Regions from separate parts of the Cricetulus griseus genome. Here region 1 is linked to region 2. The links are chromatin contacts, called in public Hi-C maps. All regions are on one chromosome and are shown on one strand. The core of a region is the stretch at or near the end of the contact, and the rest is flanking DNA. Distances in the headings are between cores, read along the strand shown.

Region 1 (3,943 bases), core at 1,357-3,856, 67 kb after region 2:
TGCAGACCAGAGCTCCGGAGTTTTGGACCTAGAGAAATTCCCTAATGGAATCAGTTCTCGGATCCCGATATACAACATGAGGAGAACTGTATTAAATGGTCCCCAGCAATGGAAAAGTTGAGGACCACGGCCCTAAGGGGTGGTTAACAGAGAAGTTATGGGTAATTCTTTATATTCTCTCATCACTTGCAAGGGTTAACCCTCCATATTTTCTTGTAGTCACAGTGGAAAATACAATAGCCAGTGCCAGGCTTAGAAGTGAAGCATAGAGAAGAAAATGCAAGCCAGAGTACATGTTCCTTTCTGCTACTCTCATGTTCTTCTTCCCACCCTTGGGCTGCTGCTGAAGTGGGCTTGTCACCAAGCCATCAGCCCATCTGTTCCCCATAAAAATGTCTCCTCCTTTGTGAAGCAGAGTGTGAGTCAATTTGGATGATTCCAAGAGGAAAGAACTTGTAAGTTTAGAATTCGGTGGGTTCATTCATGTGCAATGTACTTGGTTGACAGCGAGTTGGGTTTGCATCTGAATTGAAATTAAGTGATGGCAGGCACCGAGCCCACGTTCACACTACCACTCACTTTTACACACATTGCTCCCTGGAACGCATGAGGGGACAGGACCAGACTTAAAGCCACAGATTGAGGAGGTTCCCCACAAAACAGTTATTGTTGTATGAAAAGAACGTTCTTCCTCTGAATTTTCCTGTAACACCAAGCGATACTCCTGACAGAACATGTTATCCTGTTTTAAGTCATTTCAGCATTCCCTGGATGCTTTCCAAACCCTACTGGCTATCAAATCTCTGGAACTAGATGAACAGGAAAAAACTAAACACGCTGATCCTGTAATACCAGCCCAGAGCTGAGGTGCAGGGAACTTCTGGGATGCACTCTCAGACCTTTTCAACTTGCCTTTTGTAAAGACAGGCCTCATGCAATGCAGATTGGCCTCCAACTTGTTATATAGTCAAAGATAACCTTGAACTCCTGTCCTTTCTACCTCTATGTCCCAAGTCCTGGTGTTAAAAGGGTGTGCCACACCAGGCTAGATTTTCGAAGCAACTCTACAAGGAAGATGAGACATCTTTGTGGGGTATGTGTGTGTAGGTTTATGTGTGTGTGCAAAAAGTGGCTTTCCTAAATATTAAGTAAATGGCAGTGCCAGGACCAGTAAATTCATTCAGCAATCATGCTAGACAGCAAAAATTATAGGTTCATAAAAATAGATGAACACAAGCACAGATCCTTCAGGAAGCTAAAGCATTTGGCGTATTGGGGTATTTAGGAATGGTAGGAGAGGCTGGAACAAGTGATGCATTGGACCCGTGAGTCACTTTAAGGAGTCTAGCCCTTACTCTGGGTACCAGTGGGAATGTCTTGGAGGAGGGCGATACTGTTCCAAGTCCTCACTAGAAAGGCATTAGCCTCCTACAGGAGCGTGCAACACCAAATAGAAACTGCTTAAAATAACAGTAGAGGGGGGGGGGTTCCTTGTGCTCGTGATAAAAGGTGATCAAATATTAAGTGGGTGGGGGAAAAAAAGTTGCTCATGAGGACCACTAAGTGACCACACGGTGTCCCAGTCAACTCTAGGCATCAGATTTCCTTAGCAGCAAGCGGCCTTAGGAAGGAGCACCGGTAGACCTTAGCATCTCCAGCCACAAGGACTCTGATTGGCTCTGTAATGATCTTCTTTCAGCCGAGGTCCCCATGGGCGGAGCAATGGAGCATCATCCCACAAGGCTGGCAGCAGCCCACCGTCCCCAAGGGAAAAGGACCTTGTGTCTATTCTGTGCAGGAATCCATTGAGTCCCAATAGCATCCACTCCAGCTACGCCCCTTCTTCTCCAAGTAGCAGCAACTCCGGCTCCTACAAAGGAAGTGACTGTAGTCCAGTAATGAGGTGAGTCCCATTTGCCTCTGAAAGCACGCCTCTTATTTTGTCCAGTTTGGGGCTTTCCTTGAGATGGGAAGATTTGTGTAACTTTTGCTTCCCTGCTTTAACCTGTAAGAAGACACTTCTCTTCTCACAGTTAGCTAATCCTTTAAAGGTCGATGCAGAAAGAACACAAACCATCAGCTGAAACAACACTGGGCAATCTAATTCGCTGGTGGACAGGGAACAGGGAATGGCACAGTGGCAGGGAATTGTTCAAATTTCACGGGCATGGGGAGGATTTGTGCTTGGGTTCAATGCCTAGGGTAGCAGGGTCTGTCTTGAACACTGGGAATAGAGGGGTGAACACAAATGGGCTCAATGCCCAAAGGAGGAGGAGGCTAATATAAAAGCCAATTTAGATTATTCACCAACTGTCTGTTGCTACGTGAATATGTAAGAGTGGCCACACTAACAAAATAAAAGTTGGCATCTAAAAGGTGAGTGGGGCATTAACAGTCGGTGAAACAGGTGGGGAGGAGGAGGGCTTGGAGGGCTGGGAACTGACCGTGGCCATATTGAGCAGAGAGTAGGCACAGGGGGCGAGCGGCATGGGAGCCTGAACTGAGCCCAGAGTTGGAGGAGAGCCTGGCAGCCTTCCACGGCCCCTATTCCTCCCCGGCAATCCCTGCTCTCATTAGTCAGCTCTCTTATGGCCTGGATGCCCAGGCTGGGCCAGGCCTGACAAGGGCCAAGATTCCAGCTGGGCTGTGTTTGCAGAACACAGAGTGCTTCTCCGTAAAACACACTGGGAAGAGTGAGGTGGCCTTGTTCCCTCCAAACAGGGAACTTTCCATCCCCACCAGATCCGTAAGCTTACACTGCCACCGACCTCAGGACAATCTGAATTCAAGGAATTATAAGCAAGATCTTCAGGCAGGGGCCAATTGTGAGGGAAGTTAGGTCACCTTGTCTCTGCCTTCCCTCCTGGTCCCCCCGTGTTGTTTAAGGTTACAACTGTTAATCTGGAGTGACAGCCGAGGCCCACAGGCAAGCGTGCACTGTTTCATAGGACATTATTCCTAAGCCCTAGAGTGCCCACAAACACACATACACCCCAGTCTCACGAGTGACCAACAGTCCACCTTCTGACAGTTATCTGTTCTGAGACTTAGGACCCCAGCACACTGCTGACACTCTGCTCCAGCTGTCAGCCGCATGTCCAGAGAGCCATAGAGCGGGTGCCCTCAGACCAGCACAAATGAGGCGTTTGTTCAGTCCGGGGGATTGAGTCTGGAATGGCACCACATGCCCAAGCTTACTTATGTGTTGCAGACTCTGTTTTTAATTTAAATAAGGCCTCCCATGGGGATCATAGAAGTCTGTCACATCATTTGGAGCAGGACCTACACCCTCCCCCATGTATCTAGGCTGAGAGTATCTCTCCATGGGGAATGGGCTCCCAAAGCCCATTCGAGGCGCACTAGGGATAAATACTCCTCTTTATTGAACCCTCACAAAGAACGTGGTGTAGAGAGTTTGCTTTGGCATATTTTAATGGTATGAAATAAGGTTTTCATTGTGACTTTTATACATGTGTATAATGCACTCAGATCCTATTTACTCTCATCACATTTACTCTGCATGTCCTGCATCTTCCCGGTAGTTAGGACCCTTGCTGAGGGGATTAATCCCATCACAGAGGCTCTGTGCTCATTATGTCTTGATTACCTCCCAATTTGAGGGGGGTGTGCACAGACATGCAGTATAAGAAAACAGGGCAAAGAGTAACGCCTTATTCCTCGGATTATTTCAGGCGGTCTGGAAGGTATATGTCTTGTGGAGAGAATCACGGTGTCAAACCCCCCAATCCGGAACAGTATTTGACCCCTCTGCAGCAGAAGGAGGTCACCGTGAGGCACCTGAGGACCAAGCTGAAGGAGTCTGAGCGCCGACTTCATGAGAGGTAAATGTGGGTTTTCTACACCCCGAGGCTTAGCAGTCCCTTCTTCCCAGAAAGTCAACTAGGAAGCAAGGCTACCCAGGAGGATGAAAAAGAAAACAGTT
Region 2 (4,473 bases), core at 1,359-3,858:
TGAAATAGGATCGGAACAGCTCTCCTAGGGTAAGCACAGGTGGCCTGGAGGGATCAGGAGGTTTCCTGGATTTCTAAAATTAAACTTAACTCTCTTTCAGAATGGAGGAGACTGGGTGGATAGAGTGCAAGCAATGTAAACAGGGGGACCAGCAGTGTGCAAAAGTCTGGAGGGAAAACACCATGAACCCTCCAGAGAACTGAAGGACTACAATTCGAATAACAACCGTTTGCATGTGGAGAGAGCAGCAGGCTGGGAGGGGGGTCTGTGAGGGCAAGGGAGCATCTGTAGAGAAAGAGAGGCAAACACAACAGCCAGAGCTTGAAAAGGAGGCCCTGGTGCCATCATGGGGAGTGAGAGAGGTGGTCTGAATACTACCAGCTAGAAAACAGCGAGTCATTAATGAGTTTAATGGAGAAGGAAGATTTGACTTTAGCTTTGCATAAAAGAGGTCAAGGATTAGCTCAGTGGACAAAGCTGTTCTTGGCTGAGTGTTTTTAGCAAGCACCAGGCCCTCCGTTAAGTCTCCAGCACTGCCAAAATAAATAAATAAATAAACAACACCAAAACAAACAGAAAAAAAAAAATACTCAAAGCAAGTAAAATCAAGGAGGGCTGTGAGCAATAAAAGCTTTGGGGGAAAAAAATAACTAATTGGTTAGAAAAGACTATGGACGTGAGCAGAGCAACTTCAGTTGGCCCTCTATGGAAATAACTTGGAGCAGTTAAGACCCCAAATGAAGAAAGATAATGAGGATGAATGGTGGACAAGCAGGGTCAGAGTCAAGTCCTGTTACCAGGATAGGCAGAAGTGAGTTTCTGTCACTGTCAATAGTGATGCTGGTCACAGTAGAAGAGGAGGAAGCAAAGGAAGGGTTTGAGGATATCAGAACTGCCTCTGAGATCCCGATTTGAACAACTCTGTGGACAGTGTCTGCGTTAGGTCCTTGCAACCAATCTGCAGTTCTCGGTAGGGAGTACAGAAGCAACTCTTGACGTCCAGAGTTCATTTCTGTCTCACCATTGACAAACCCGGGCATGTAATTCTAGATATAATAAATGGTATGAATCCTCTTGGGCTTGGTGAGGTCCCTGGTTAAGGCACTTACGGGTAGAGAAAGGATGAATTAATCACCTCTTCTCCCCCAGAGAATCCCAGATTATGTCTCTGTTAAGTAGATCGAGAGGGGATAAGGATTTGTAAAATGCAGTCTCTTGGGGTCTTAAGAAGCCAAGAAATTGATTCCACTAATCCTCCAACTTGGGGTCTCTGCGACCTAAGTGCATTCCTGGGTTTCAGAGTTGGTAGTCGGAGGAATGTAAACAAGATGGTGGAAGTTGAACTTCGTTACCAACAGTCACACCCCTTACACACAGGACCCTGGGGTGTGGAGACCGTTCACCATGCACGTTGATACCTGGAATATTCTCTACGTTGAGTAAAGGGCGTGTAAGTCATTTTTTCAAGCTGAAGTCTGCCGCCAGGTATGACCTGAGCATAGCAAGGCTATCAACTCTTCTGCTCTCGGAGAATCCTTGAGCTTCTTAAACATACTTGGCTGCACCACAAATGCTTCTTTTTTATTTTTTTTCTGCCTGTCACATAAAAGACTCGGGCAGATATTGGATCACCTGGACCTGGTCTAGAGGTCCTTTAAAAGGGTTTGCTTTGTCAGTTGGATACAGCTGTTTTGTTTTCCTTCTCTACCCCTCCCAGCTGCCTTCTCGTGGTCATTATTATCCCTCGTGTCAACCAAGACGAACTTGGAGAAGGGTCTCTGCTTCGAGGGTCTGTGTTTGGTGTGCTGGCTTCACCTTGGTTCCCTGAGTACAGGTGTCCTGTCCCCTCTACAGCCCATACATATCCGGGCCTTCATGGCGTAGCCCGGGAGCAGTTGCAGAGCTGGAGATGGGGCCCTGTGCTCGGTTAAAAGCCTGTGTGTGGGGACGCTGGGCTCCTGCTTCCTGCTGTTGGTTGTGTTTCGCTGCCACCTTAAGCCCTTCTGACGCAAGTGCCTCCAAGGAGAACCGCAGCCTTGGAAGAAAGTCCTGCAAGCCAGATGCTGTGTCAATCCTGCAGCATTGGCTTGCCTGGGTTTTGGGACCAGGGGACCCGCCCCGTCTCCCTCGGGCGAGGCCCCGGTAGAGAATCCTACGTTGACTTAAGACCTAGAGGTCACGGAGGGACAGCGTGTGGGGAGGGTGACTTTCCCTCTTTCTCCATCTTGGCCATCTGATGTCGCAGCTTTTCTCACCTCCTCCATCCCACTGGCAACCCCTGCCCATCCCGGATCAGGTGCCAAAGAGGATGGGGGTCACATCTGGGCTGGGGATGCCGCGAATAAGCCTCAGCCTGCCCGCAGTGGGTCGGGCTGGGCTTGGAAGGGGCGGGGCGCGGGGCGCGGGGCGCGGGGCACGGGACGTGGCTGGCGACCCGGTGGGTGCGGCGATCGGAGATGCCGGGCAGCTGCTCCGGGCTGCAGGTGAAGGCTGTGACCGGGAGACGCCTCCCGAGCGGCGGCACCACGTGTCCTGCGGGGGGGTGGGCGGGGCGGCGGGCGAGCCCTGGGAGCCGTGCGAGCGCCACCGCTGGCGGGGACGCGGCGGACCCGCTGCTGCCACCGCACGCAGCCCCGGGCTCAGCACAGTCTCGTCCTCTGCTCGGTGCTCACAGGTGCCTCCTCCTGGAAGGCGGCGGCGGCGGCGGCGGCGCGGGGTGCCAGCAGGCAGCGGCGACATGGGGCCCCTCCGAGAGAGCAAGGTAAGGGGACCCTGGGTGCGAGCATGGTGACAGGGTCCCAGGGTGCTTCGGCACAGCCTACCTAGTAGAGAGCCAGGTGAGACACGGACCCTGGTGTTGAGAGTCCAAGAGATGAGGGCGACTAGGTTCTGGGGACTGCAGGGGCAGCCGGGGGGGGTCATCGGATGGTGATGGGGTGCGGCAGATGGGGGATTACTATGAGGATTTAAAAGATTGACTTTAGAGGGTTAATCCGGGCTCCCGGAGCTGTGACTTGGGGTGAAGCTTTTAGTTGGTGTCATGTGTTTGCCTCTGTGTGTGTGTGTGTGTGTGTGTGTGTGTGTGTGTGTGTGTGTGTGTGTGTGTTATGCAAAAGGAATTGGGTGTACTCGTGACTGAGAAATAAGGACTGCAGCGTGACAGTGACCCAGCTCAAGAATCTGCAGTGTGCCAAGCAGAGTGGCTGGCGTGGGATACCTGCTGGGTGACTGATGGGCTGGACGCATCCGGAGTCTGGGTGTGGCTTGCAGGACGGCATGGATGCCTGAGCCAGGTTCCGGGCTGCAGGGGTTTTTCCCTGGGGGGAACCTCTCAGAGGTGTGCGATTTGGCCTTGACCCCTCCTGGTAAGCTTGGGAAACAAGCAGGAGGTCATGTTGGGAAGTGGCGTTTGCTACTCAAGCCAAAGACCTCTTTCAGTTACAGAGGTTGGAAAAAGCTGTGGAATTTTTCAGAAAAGAAAAAAAAAAAAAAAAAAAAAAAAAAAAAAAAAAAAAAAAGCTCTTCCCAGGGAATCCAGTTTAACAAGAGGGAGTAGTACTGGTGACCCTGAAAGCACTGGTCTGAAGTTTTGTCTTCTAGAATATATATATATATCCTTCTTCTCTTTCAGCCTCAGTTTCCCTATCTGTTCAGATGAACTTGAATAAGTGTCTGTGTTGAAGATTGGGGTATAAATATCTATTAAAGGAGCTAATGGTGAAGACAGAACTTCCTTTTAATTACTTGTATTTATTGGTGTGGAGAGGCAGTTGTGGGTTCCACAGAGCATGTGGAAGTCAGAAAAAAGAAAAAAAAAAAAACTTGCACAAGTCCTTTTCTCCTACCAGGTGGGTCCCAGCAATCAGACTCAGGTGGGCTGCCTTGGCTAAGTGCCTTTACCTAATGAGCCATCTTGGCTATTAAGAAATGGGACTTTTAAAGTGAAAACATTGTCAAAATATACTTCTTACTCATTTTTTTTAAACCAAAGCATGGCAAGGTTTTAGAAATGCATTTTTTCTTTCAATAGAGAAGATTTTCTTCTCGTGGTTGTCCTTTTGGAAAAAAACAAAAGCTAGATATGATGTAGAAGGTGGAGCCATTTTCCTGGGTATTGGATGTGTTTGCTTTTCTGTTGGCAGCAAGCCTTGTGTGCCAGGATATTAATGAATAATTAAGACCCTGCCCGGAAGAGGAGGGAGTCAAAAGATAAGTGTATATGATCCATTATCTAGTTTGTGAGGAGACAAAAAAAAAAGTGAAATTGTCAGCTAATTTGGGAATAACACAAGAATTTAAGGAAAACACAAAAAAGCTGGGGTGCACTGTGACAAATAACCCTTGAGATCCTCAGGCTCAAATGTGATAGAGAAAAGACAGGATGAGAGGGTAAGACAGTTACTATGGCTTAGACGTGTGAGGTAGCAGTTAGGCTGATGGGCAGTCTCTCTCTCTCTCTGTGTGTGTGTGTGT

Evidence for each region. Hi-C and Micro-C count contacts between places; a contact is called where the count stands out from the background.
Region 1: a contact with region 2 is called in a Hi-C map of liver, with 2.7 times the contacts expected there. The contact joins two enhancer-like sites. A contact is called at or near these places in 2 of 8 Hi-C or Micro-C datasets (the CHK-Q cell line and liver).

The regions. Positions count from the first base shown.
Region 1 is chr10:8,401,740-8,405,682 of CriGri-PICRH-1.0, forward strand. Sybu (syntabulin) reads left to right here. Exons shown (of 10, transcript XM_027431435.2): 8 at 1,700-1,903; 9 at 3,693-3,842. Among named protein-coding and RNA genes, the nearest start is that of Ebag9, 37 kb to the right of the region's middle. Within about 2 kb of position 2,607, at least 1 of the 6 cell types and tissues checked has open chromatin away from gene starts, as enhancers often do.
Region 2 is chr10:8,334,508-8,338,980 of CriGri-PICRH-1.0, forward strand. It overlaps Sybu (syntabulin), which reads left to right. Exons shown (of 10, transcript XM_027431435.2): 4 at 2,675-2,761. Among named protein-coding and RNA genes, the nearest start is that of Sybu, 41 kb to the left of the region's middle. Within about 2 kb of position 2,609, at least 4 of the 6 cell types and tissues checked have open chromatin away from gene starts, as enhancers often do.